Linked DNA regions of Gossypium hirsutum: all the other regions are linked to region 2. The links are chromatin contacts, called in public Hi-C maps. All regions are on one chromosome and are shown on one strand. The core of a region is the stretch at or near the end of the contact, and the rest is flanking DNA. Distances in the headings are between cores, read along the strand shown. Region 1 has its middle 6.2 kb from the start of LOC121227747. Region 2 holds the start of LOC107886338 (vacuolar fusion protein CCZ1 homolog B). Region 3 has its middle 26 kb from the start of LOC107887617.

Region 1 (3,041 bases), core at 120-2,619, 360 kb before region 2:
TATACTCATCCAGCACACAATGCTTTCTTTTCATGTCTTCAAAAACCATGTACGTCTGATCAACCTGTCAAATGCTGCAGATCAGATTAGCACCTCAGGGCACTTGAAATGGATGCATTCAGTAACAATATCAAAACTAGTATTAGTGCACACACACACACACATATATATCTAAAGGGGGGAAACATGTTCTGATGCAAAATGTAAAAGTAAATACCATAATTATCAAATCTAGGGAAACAAGTAAAATATTTTACTTCTACGTAAGACAATCATGTTCAAAATAGTGTTCCCATTTTAGTTCTTAATTCATTTTGAGTCAATTAATTTAGATTTGCTGTTCAAGTAACTGTTTAAGAAGTAAACGCAAATAATAAGTAGCAAAAAGCAAGTAACAAAAACACCAAGAAAATGAGCCTTGAATCTATGCTTTTACAATCAACCACAGGATTTGCTTTTAAACCCCAAAATACTTGAAATCAGAAAACCAAAAGAAACCATTAAGCAGTAGTCAAAAGAAAACCAAATCGAATTTGTAAGAACATATCAATCAATTAAGAAGAGACTAAAATAAAGATCAAACCTTCCCATCCTTCGCCAAAGCATTCAACAACATGTTATAACCAAAGATATCTAACTTGTAACCTTTCCTCTTCATCTCCCCATAAACCGAAAACGCTTTCCCTGAGTCAAATGACCTTAAGTAAGCTTGAACCAAGCACTTATAAGTGTAAGCATTCATATTCAACTCCCATTTCTTCACTAGCCTCATACACGTGCCCAAATCCTCAGTGTTCCCGAAAAACCCTATAAGGATATTGACAGTGGAGATGTTTCCACGTATGCCGGACTTTTCCATGTCATCGAGGAGCGACCGTACGGTGTTGAAGCGATCGGGGCGCAAGGATTTGGAGAGGATGAGGAAGAGACGAGAATAGGTGAATGGGTCGTGGCGGAAATTGGGGGACAGGGAGGAGCAAAAGTGGAAGAATTTCAAGGCGAGGGAAGGGCAGTTTAGGGATTTAAGAATGAGGGAGGCTTCATTGGTGGTGAGGGTTGGGGAGAGGGACGAAAGGTACTGTGAGAGATCGGCGAAAGGGTTGGATTGGAATTGGGATTTGGTGAGGATGTGTGTCACTTTGCAGATGAGTTGGTAGCGTGGGATCGGGTAGCCGCGAGAGTCGGTGGCGACGGTAGGAAGGGAGACTTCGGCGGAGAGGGAGCGACCGCCCGGGGAAGTTGAGGTTATTTTGGCTATGTATTTGGTCGCGTAGTGGCGGCGGCTACTGGTTATAATGTGGTGGAATCGGCGACGGTTGGGACCGAGCATCACGGAGGGCTATTATTGCGCCACTTGCGATTCGCTCTACAAGGGTTCTTCGCCGTTTTGGTTCAAAAAATTGAGTGAAAATGAGGAGTCAAGATCAAGGACTCTTTAGGACAACAACTAAACAGTGACTACAAAATTTTGGTGTTAAAATTAGAAAAGGATGGTTTTTAAATAAACTTAGGGAAACTATTCGATCGAGTCGAGTCGAATTAAATTAAAAATTTTTAATTTAATTGAGTTGATAAATCCTATTTTAAAAATTAAACTCAATTTAAATTTTTTTCAAATTGAATCGGATCGAGTAAAAAAATCTTGAGTCGAGTTAACGAATCTTATTATTTATACAAAATATTGTGTTTACATGGATCGATTCTTTAACTAGTAGACGAAGTATAAATAACTTAATGGTTTTGACTTTTAACTTTGAAAAAGGTAAACATTTATCAAAACGACGTAGTTTTATCTTTTCTTATTCAGATTTTCAGATAACTCGAATTGTGTAATGCATATTCGAGTTAAATCAAAAAACTTAATTTTTTATTCGAGTTTATCCGAATAACTTGATTAACTCAAATAACTCGAACTATCTAATTCAAAATTTGAATTTTTTTATCGAGTTTTTCGAATTGAATCGGATTTTGCTCACTCCTACTTACATCACTTAATTTTCCGTTCAATTAATTGAATTATTTAACTGGCTAATTTAGCGATATATGTCGTTTTTTTAAAATTAGGGTTTCAATTTTTTAAAAAAAATTAAAGAAATAGATCATTTTTTAAGAAAAAAAAAGAAAACCGCGTCCAACTAGGTGTGTTTTCTACACCGTTGGCAAGAAAGCGTGTGCGCTTCCCCCATGGTTAATTCCAAGGGTAAAAAAAATTAAATGCTGAACAGTCCAAAATTTTTCCTATAAATACCACTAAATTTTACTTTTTTTCACTCACATCCTATTCTCTCAAATCTTTCTATTCTTTTAACTCTCTAAATTCTCTCAATTTTCACAAGCTCTTATTCTAAACTTTTCGATATTCTCATTTAAAAATATTAGTTTGTTTTAATTATTTTGTATTTTATTTGTTCAGATTAAGTTTTCACAAATAACAACCTCTTTAATTCATTTCGACGAGAAGCACATTTTCGCAGCTCAAGTAGTAATGGTAAGACAAAATTTTAAATTTCGTTATTTTTAATTAAGTTAAAATTAATTTTTTAATATTTTAAAATAATTTTTTTGTCATTATAAATAGGTGAATGATTCTATTTTGGAAGGGACCATACATAATTTAGCAATGCCTCCTATCACCGAACTTCGTGGTTACTTACACTCATCAACAAGTTGGTGGAAAAACGGAGGCCCAAAACACACACTTTCTATCTTATATGCAGCTAGTGTACAACCACACTCGAGGACATAGCGTTATAACTCGGTCTACTGGTGGATAGGCTAGTCATCATGGAATCAACGATCGTTCTCGGTAAAGAAGACCTCGCGCGGCATTATTGGGCAATGTATCGAACTCGTTTGAAGGTGGCTGGTTACAGATGAAGTGGTTAGAGATCAATTTCAAAAAGCTTCCTTTGCACAAAACTGAGGTGGTCAAAAGACAATACGCCTGAGCATTCATTTTAAGGTCAATTAGGGGCTTTTTAATGCTTGATAAATCTCAAAATTTGGTGCACATAAGGTGGCTACTACACTTAGTGGACTTT
Region 2 (2,870 bases), core at 149-2,648:
AGTCACAGAATGATGGCAACAGGAGTTTCTTCCCAACCAGAAAATCTGCCTCAAAATAAAAGTTATACATAAGGCATGAGATATAGCTACTTCAGCAAGACTTGGAAGCACAAATCCAGATAAAGCCATTTGATACAGCAACTTCAGCATTACCCCAGCAGCACTCATCCAAGGGAGACAGCTTTTGACATGCTGACAATTAGTGACTTGCAATGAAATATTTTGAATCAAAGACAAAATAACAATAAACTTAGCACAAGTTTCAAGCAGACATAAAATTTCATAACTTACCTCTTAGATAATCCATGATGAAAGGGTATAAATGAGCACGAGTTAGTCCTCCGCCAGGTTCTTTGTCAAGCAAAGCTCTAATAGATCCATGAAACATAATGAAAAGAGAGTGAATTTCCTTGAGAACCTCTCTTAATGCATCAATCCGCCATATGGCTTCCGGCTCCTTACTTTTCTCCACTATCTATAACAATAAATAGCAGATATCAGACATCAGACTTTCCCATCAAGGGACAAAATTTTACAGGTTGACCAAGATATATGTACTTTACTCTTTTTCCAACAAAATGCTGGTAATTACCGGAACACGTCTAAACAAGGTTTCAAGATTTCAAGACAATCTATTGACACCAATAACCAAACATTTGTACATCTATGCCTAAAATTACCATTCAGAAGCAAATGGACATAGAAAAAATATATATCATACTAGATAGTCACAACTACATTCATACCATAACCATCCAAATATCTGGCTCTGCCTCGTAAAAGACATGAGAGTGCCTCTCTGCCTCTATAACGTCGCAAGCAGCCTCCGGAGAGAAAATTCTGCAGAAAAAACTCTAATGTTTTTGTAAAAAGAACTAGCTAAACAAAGAAACTTTGTTCTAATCTTAAACTGAACACGATGGATCACGAAAGGGGTTCCTTAGTACTAACCGCGTGAATGTAATAAGCCCTTCGCTGAGCCCAACCACAGAGAGTTGAGTCGAAAAGGGCAAATCAGGAGGAAAGAAGTACAAAATTTTATCAAGTTCTTGCCCTTCATGTTGGCCTCTTCTCAAATCAAATATGCAGAGTTGCATGCCTTCAGTAGCAGTGCCAATAGACGACAAACCCATGAAACTAGCTAATTTGTTTCAATGAACCTGATTGAAATAAACAGAAAAAGGAAGATTGGAACGCAAAAAAAAGCTACACAATTATTAGGAAAGAAAAATTAAGAAAAAGCGACAGTGAGATGCCAAAACACTTACTCTGTAAAATTTGGCGATGAAGCTTCTCAGATCCTCAGTAGCCAAAGAACGAGAGCGAGTAGACTTGCGGTTTGGAGATGAACTTTGAATCGTAGGTGGAAGGAGTAATTGTTAGTTAATGAATAAAAATTAAATTAAAGAAGGGCAACTTTTGGGCTGTCATGGTAAAGCCCAATTTGAGTTGGGCATCAAGTTTGGAGCCTAAAGCCTACAACCACTCTTTTCAAATTGCTTAAATTTAAATTATCAAAAGCTAACTAAGAATTAGTTGAATATAATGGTAAGGCACATTGTATTATTAAGGAAAGAGCTTAAGCTCAAATTTTGAAGACAACATTTTTTTGGAGGGACAGCCACGAATTTTGAAGGGATATCAATTTGGTTTGATTTTTAGTTTTTTATATAGTTTTTTTCTAGACTTATTTTGAGAAATTAAAGTTATTTTTATAATTTTTTAATATTATTTGATAAAGTTTTAAAGAATAATTTTTCAAATAAATAAACAATAATCAATACATATTTTTTATACAAAACTCTTAAATAATTTTGACTATTTTAAATTTTATTTATTTTTTATATCATAAAAATTAGATTTAATTATAAATTAAATAAAAACTAGAATTCGATTTGATTACAAGTAAACACAATTTTTTAATTTGCATTTCATAAACTATTCAAACACTACAATTTAGATCAATTTTTGGTTTTTTAATTTTTCTCACTCGAACCTATAGTAAACTAGATTAATGGCACATGTGGGTGAAAATAATTAAAATATATATTTATTAAAAATCCATATAAAAATAATTGATGCTTTGATTATAATAATAAAGTTAAATATTTATCATGTATGGTGTTTTAGGTTCATATATTATTATAATCAAATATTTATGAATTTATTATATAGAAACACAAACACACCCTCATAGAAATATATATATATACATTTACATTTGAGAGGGTATTTACAAAGTGAGTCGTATACATACCTTGGAAGTTAGGTACTATTGATAAATTAGAAAATTTTAAGTGTTACTAAATTAGATATTAATTTTTAGTATTGAATTTATGTTGTTAATCTTTTTATATATTTATAAAAATTAAGTACCTTGACATTATAATTTTTATGCGTCGTTTTTAGAATTAGACCAACTAGTTGATTTGGGAGTTGATCGGGGTATAGGTCCTAAATAAGGGATCAGATCGACTAATTGTGAACCGGTTAAATCGATTAAACCAATTGAACTGGCTATCAAGTCGAGTGAACCAATTTTTCCTTTTTTTTCCTCTTTTATATCATTAATAAATTTATTCAATTAAACAGGATGAACTGATTAGAACATGAATCGATTGTCTAATTAATTTAACCATCGGTTCAATTCTGAAAATATTGCTTTTGTGTAACAAAAAAAAAGAATTATATTATAAAATAAAGAGAGATGGAGAGAATAAAGAACAAAAGAAAATATGAAAACAATAGATTATGTACTTTATTGATCGAAAGGGGTATTACAATTTTTCATCAGAGTCTCTATTTATAGGCATAAGAAGTATAAAAGAAGTAGATATCTAATTCTAATAACTATTAGAATTTAAAGTACA
Region 3 (3,141 bases), core at 145-2,644, 430 kb after region 2:
GCTAGTATCGGAGATCAAGGGACGTCGGAGGCATCGATCACACTATCACTTGAACCTTTAGTATAGCTAGTTTAACATTTGATTTTGGCATGTATAAGGACTTGAATCTTTTGTTCAATGTCTTGTTAGTTTAGCCACAAGGGTTGGCTCATATAATGGATGTGATATTCATTTTGTATAGGCCATTAATGTTAGCTAATATTGATTATTATTAAATGCATTTGATGCAAATTTCTCATGGTTGTGGTTGATTTGGTTATATGTGTTATGCTTGGATTGGTTTTGGTTGATATTGTGTAGGTTGGTGCAAGTAAGGGTGGCAAAAAGGCTTGGTAAATAGCCTTATTTTTGTCCACACGGGGAGACACACAGGTGTGTGTCTAAGCCGCGTTTGACACATGGTCTGCCTCATGAGTGTGTAGTCTAGTCATGTGTCTCCTGCACCTTAATTTTACAAGTCATTATGCATGGTAGTAAATATATGGGCAGAGACACGGCCGTGTGTCTCAGCTGTGTGGAGGACACGGCCTAACATACGGGCGTGTGCCTTGGCCGTGTACCCTTAATTAGTTGATGATATTAGAAACAGAATGTCAATGTTTTTGTACACGGGCTGAGACACGGGCGTGTCATGGCCATGAGAAGGACACGGGCCATGGACACAGGTGTGTGCTAGGCCGTGTGAATACCTCTATAGGTTCGAATCGAAAAATAAATTCGCACGGGCTAGGGACATGGGCGTGTCCCGATATGTTCAGGCCGTGTGAGTCGCACAGGCCTTCAACATGGCCATGTTAAGAAGACACACGGGCGTGTGCCCCTATCAACTTAAAATTTTACAAAGTTTTCTAGAATGCACTGATTAGTCTCGAATCAATTTCAAAGTGTGTTCGGGGCCTCGTAAACCTATAGTAGGGACATTAAGGCATTATGAAAAGTTTTAATTTGGAGCGAAATTTCATATCTAGAAAGTGTATGTTTGTATGTATTTAAGTTCGGTAACACCTTGTATCATGTCCCGGCGTCGAACTTGGATAAGGGGTGTTACAATTTATGAAATTCATGAAAGCCTATTTAACAGTAATTTTAAAAATGGTAAGGAATTTATGAGTGTTAATAATTATGGTTTCTATACTTTGTAAATATATATTACATTGAAATCCAATTAATTTTTTCATAATATATACCATTTATATAACAAATGGAATTCCAAGCACAAAATAAAAGTATTGTGAAATTTAGAACCAAATTAAAAATGGAGGACCTCGTATGAAATTAATCCCAAAAGATTGCATTTTTTAAGGGAAAATGATGCCTGTGGGGCATCAGTGGCAGCAAGCCCACATGGCCGACATCCACATCTCCCACACACATTGAGTGGGCGCGGTAAGAAGTCTTAAGATAAGATTGATAAATAAATAAAAAAATAAAAACGTAAAAGTGTGAATACAAGAATGATGAAATATTGTGGTTTTGGTCCCCAGCTCATCTCCAACTTATTCCATCAACATCTTCTATTTCATTCTTTCAAATTTCTACCAACTTCTCTTTCTCCACCAATTACTAAAACAAAACTCATAAATTTTGAATTATGATACACAGTGACAACAACGTATCTGCAAAAATCTTAAAAATTCGATCTAGTTTTACTTTGAAAAGCAAAGAAGAAAGTGGGAAAGCAATATACATAAATAAAATGTGCATTAAACTATTACTACAACATAAATAAATCTAAAAAAAGAAGAAAAAAGGAAGAACAGATCAAAGCAGAGCCAAGGGAAAAAAACCTTTCTACTTTATTTCTTTAGATATATATTATTCAAGGTACTATGATGTACAGGCAAAACACTGTTCCCTTTCAAAACGACCCCCGCATTTCTTTCTCCAAACATCTTTCTCTTTCTTTTTTCTTTATTTGTGGTCGTTACTTTTTGTGCTCTGCTGCGAGATTTGTTACTGGTCAATCTGCAGGATTTGATTTTAATTTAGAAAAAATATAAACAGTGAAGGTGCTCTTCTCAATTTGCCTTTGTTGCTTTAAACTAAAACACCACTTTCATGCTTGGAAGCTAACATGATTAGTGTTGTTCCTCTGTGAAATCCCATTTTTTATTAAATATAGCAAGAGAAAAAAAAGAAAACCTCATTTAATGAGATATTTTTGGAGTTTGAGCTGTTTTGCATCTTTTGGAACTCATGCTTGTCTCTGGGAATTGATAACTTTCCTTGTATGGTGAGTCCATGTTAAGCTTAGATATGAAGTGGGTATCAAAGAAAGAAGAAGAAAAACAAGTTGAGATGGTATTGTGCATTTGGTAATGGGTCTTAAATTGCAGCAAAGCCATCACCACCAATCAGTGGCTGTCAAAGGGAATGAACAAATGGGGACCAAAAGAGGATACACATTTATTCAGTCTAACAGGGCTTGGTTACCAAAATTTCTTTTGCTTTGGGTAATGGTGATGGGTTTTATCAGCACTTGGATCTACAAAAAAATGGATGCTGACAACAACGTGAGGAGGGAAGAAGTACTAAGTAGCATGTGTGACCAAAGGGCGAGGATGTTGCAGGATCAGTTCTGTGTTAGTGTTAACCATGTTCATGCCTTAGCCCTTCTTGTCTCCACTTTCCATTACTACAAGAATCCATCTGCTATCGATCAGGTTTGTAAAATTTAGTTTTGGTCTTGAAAATCCTGAATGACATATGAGTTGGTTGTGGCTTATTTTGCAAGAAATGCAGGAGACCTTTGCGGAGTACACTGCTAGAACTGCTTTCGAGAGGCCATTGCTTAGTGGGGTGGCCTATGCAGAAAGAGTGGTACATTCTGGGAGCGAGAAATTTGAGAAGCAACATGGCTGGACAATAAAGACAATGCAGAGAGAACCTTCTCGTCTCCGAGATGAATACGCTACCGTGTTATTCTCTCAAGAAACTATTTCTTACATTGAATCACTTGACATGATGTCTGGGAAGGTAAATACTTTGCTGTTTATGGTTATTAGGCTTTTTCATTTAATTTGATTGTTAGAATTGACTGCTAATGTGCAGGAGGATCGAGAGAACATCGTAAGGGCTAGGGCTACTGGGAAAGCTGTCCTAACTAGCCCTTTCAGGCTACTCGGTTCTCATCATCTTGGT

The links. A called contact is a pair of places that touch in the nucleus more often than the background predicts.
Region 1: a Hi-C map of leaf shows a contact between it and region 2, with 2.7 times the contacts expected there. The contact joins the enhancer-like site here to the promoter of LOC107886338 in region 2. A contact is called at or near these places in 4 of 34 Hi-C or Micro-C datasets (all in leaf).
Region 3: a contact with region 2 is called in a Hi-C map of leaf, with 2.0 times the contacts expected there. The contact joins the enhancer-like site here to the promoter of LOC107886338 in region 2. A contact is called at or near these places in 3 of 34 Hi-C or Micro-C datasets (callus and leaf).

The regions. Positions count from the first base shown.
Region 1 is chrA03:73,331,917-73,334,957 of Gossypium_hirsutum_v2.1, forward strand. It overlaps the pseudogene LOC107886343. Among protein-coding and RNA genes, the nearest start is that of LOC121227747, 6.2 kb to the right of the region's middle. Within about 2 kb of position 1,370, at least 6 of the 9 cell types and tissues checked have an H3K27ac peak or open chromatin away from gene starts, as enhancers often do. A contact at or near this core is called in leaf, where this site is marked.
Region 2 is chrA03:73,690,501-73,693,370 of Gossypium_hirsutum_v2.1, forward strand. It overlaps LOC107886338 (vacuolar fusion protein CCZ1 homolog B), which reads right to left and starts at 1,399. Exons shown (of 10, transcript XM_016810246.2): 1 at 1,269-1,399; 2 at 952-1,160; 3 at 747-840; 4 at 292-475; 5 at 1-45. The coding sequence starts at 1,133.
Region 3 is chrA03:74,118,612-74,121,752 of Gossypium_hirsutum_v2.1, forward strand. It overlaps the pseudogene LOC107886302. Among protein-coding and RNA genes, the nearest start is that of LOC107887617, 26 kb to the left of the region's middle. Within about 2 kb of position 1,395, at least 8 of the 9 cell types and tissues checked have an H3K27ac peak or open chromatin away from gene starts, as enhancers often do. A contact at or near this core is called in leaf, where this site is marked.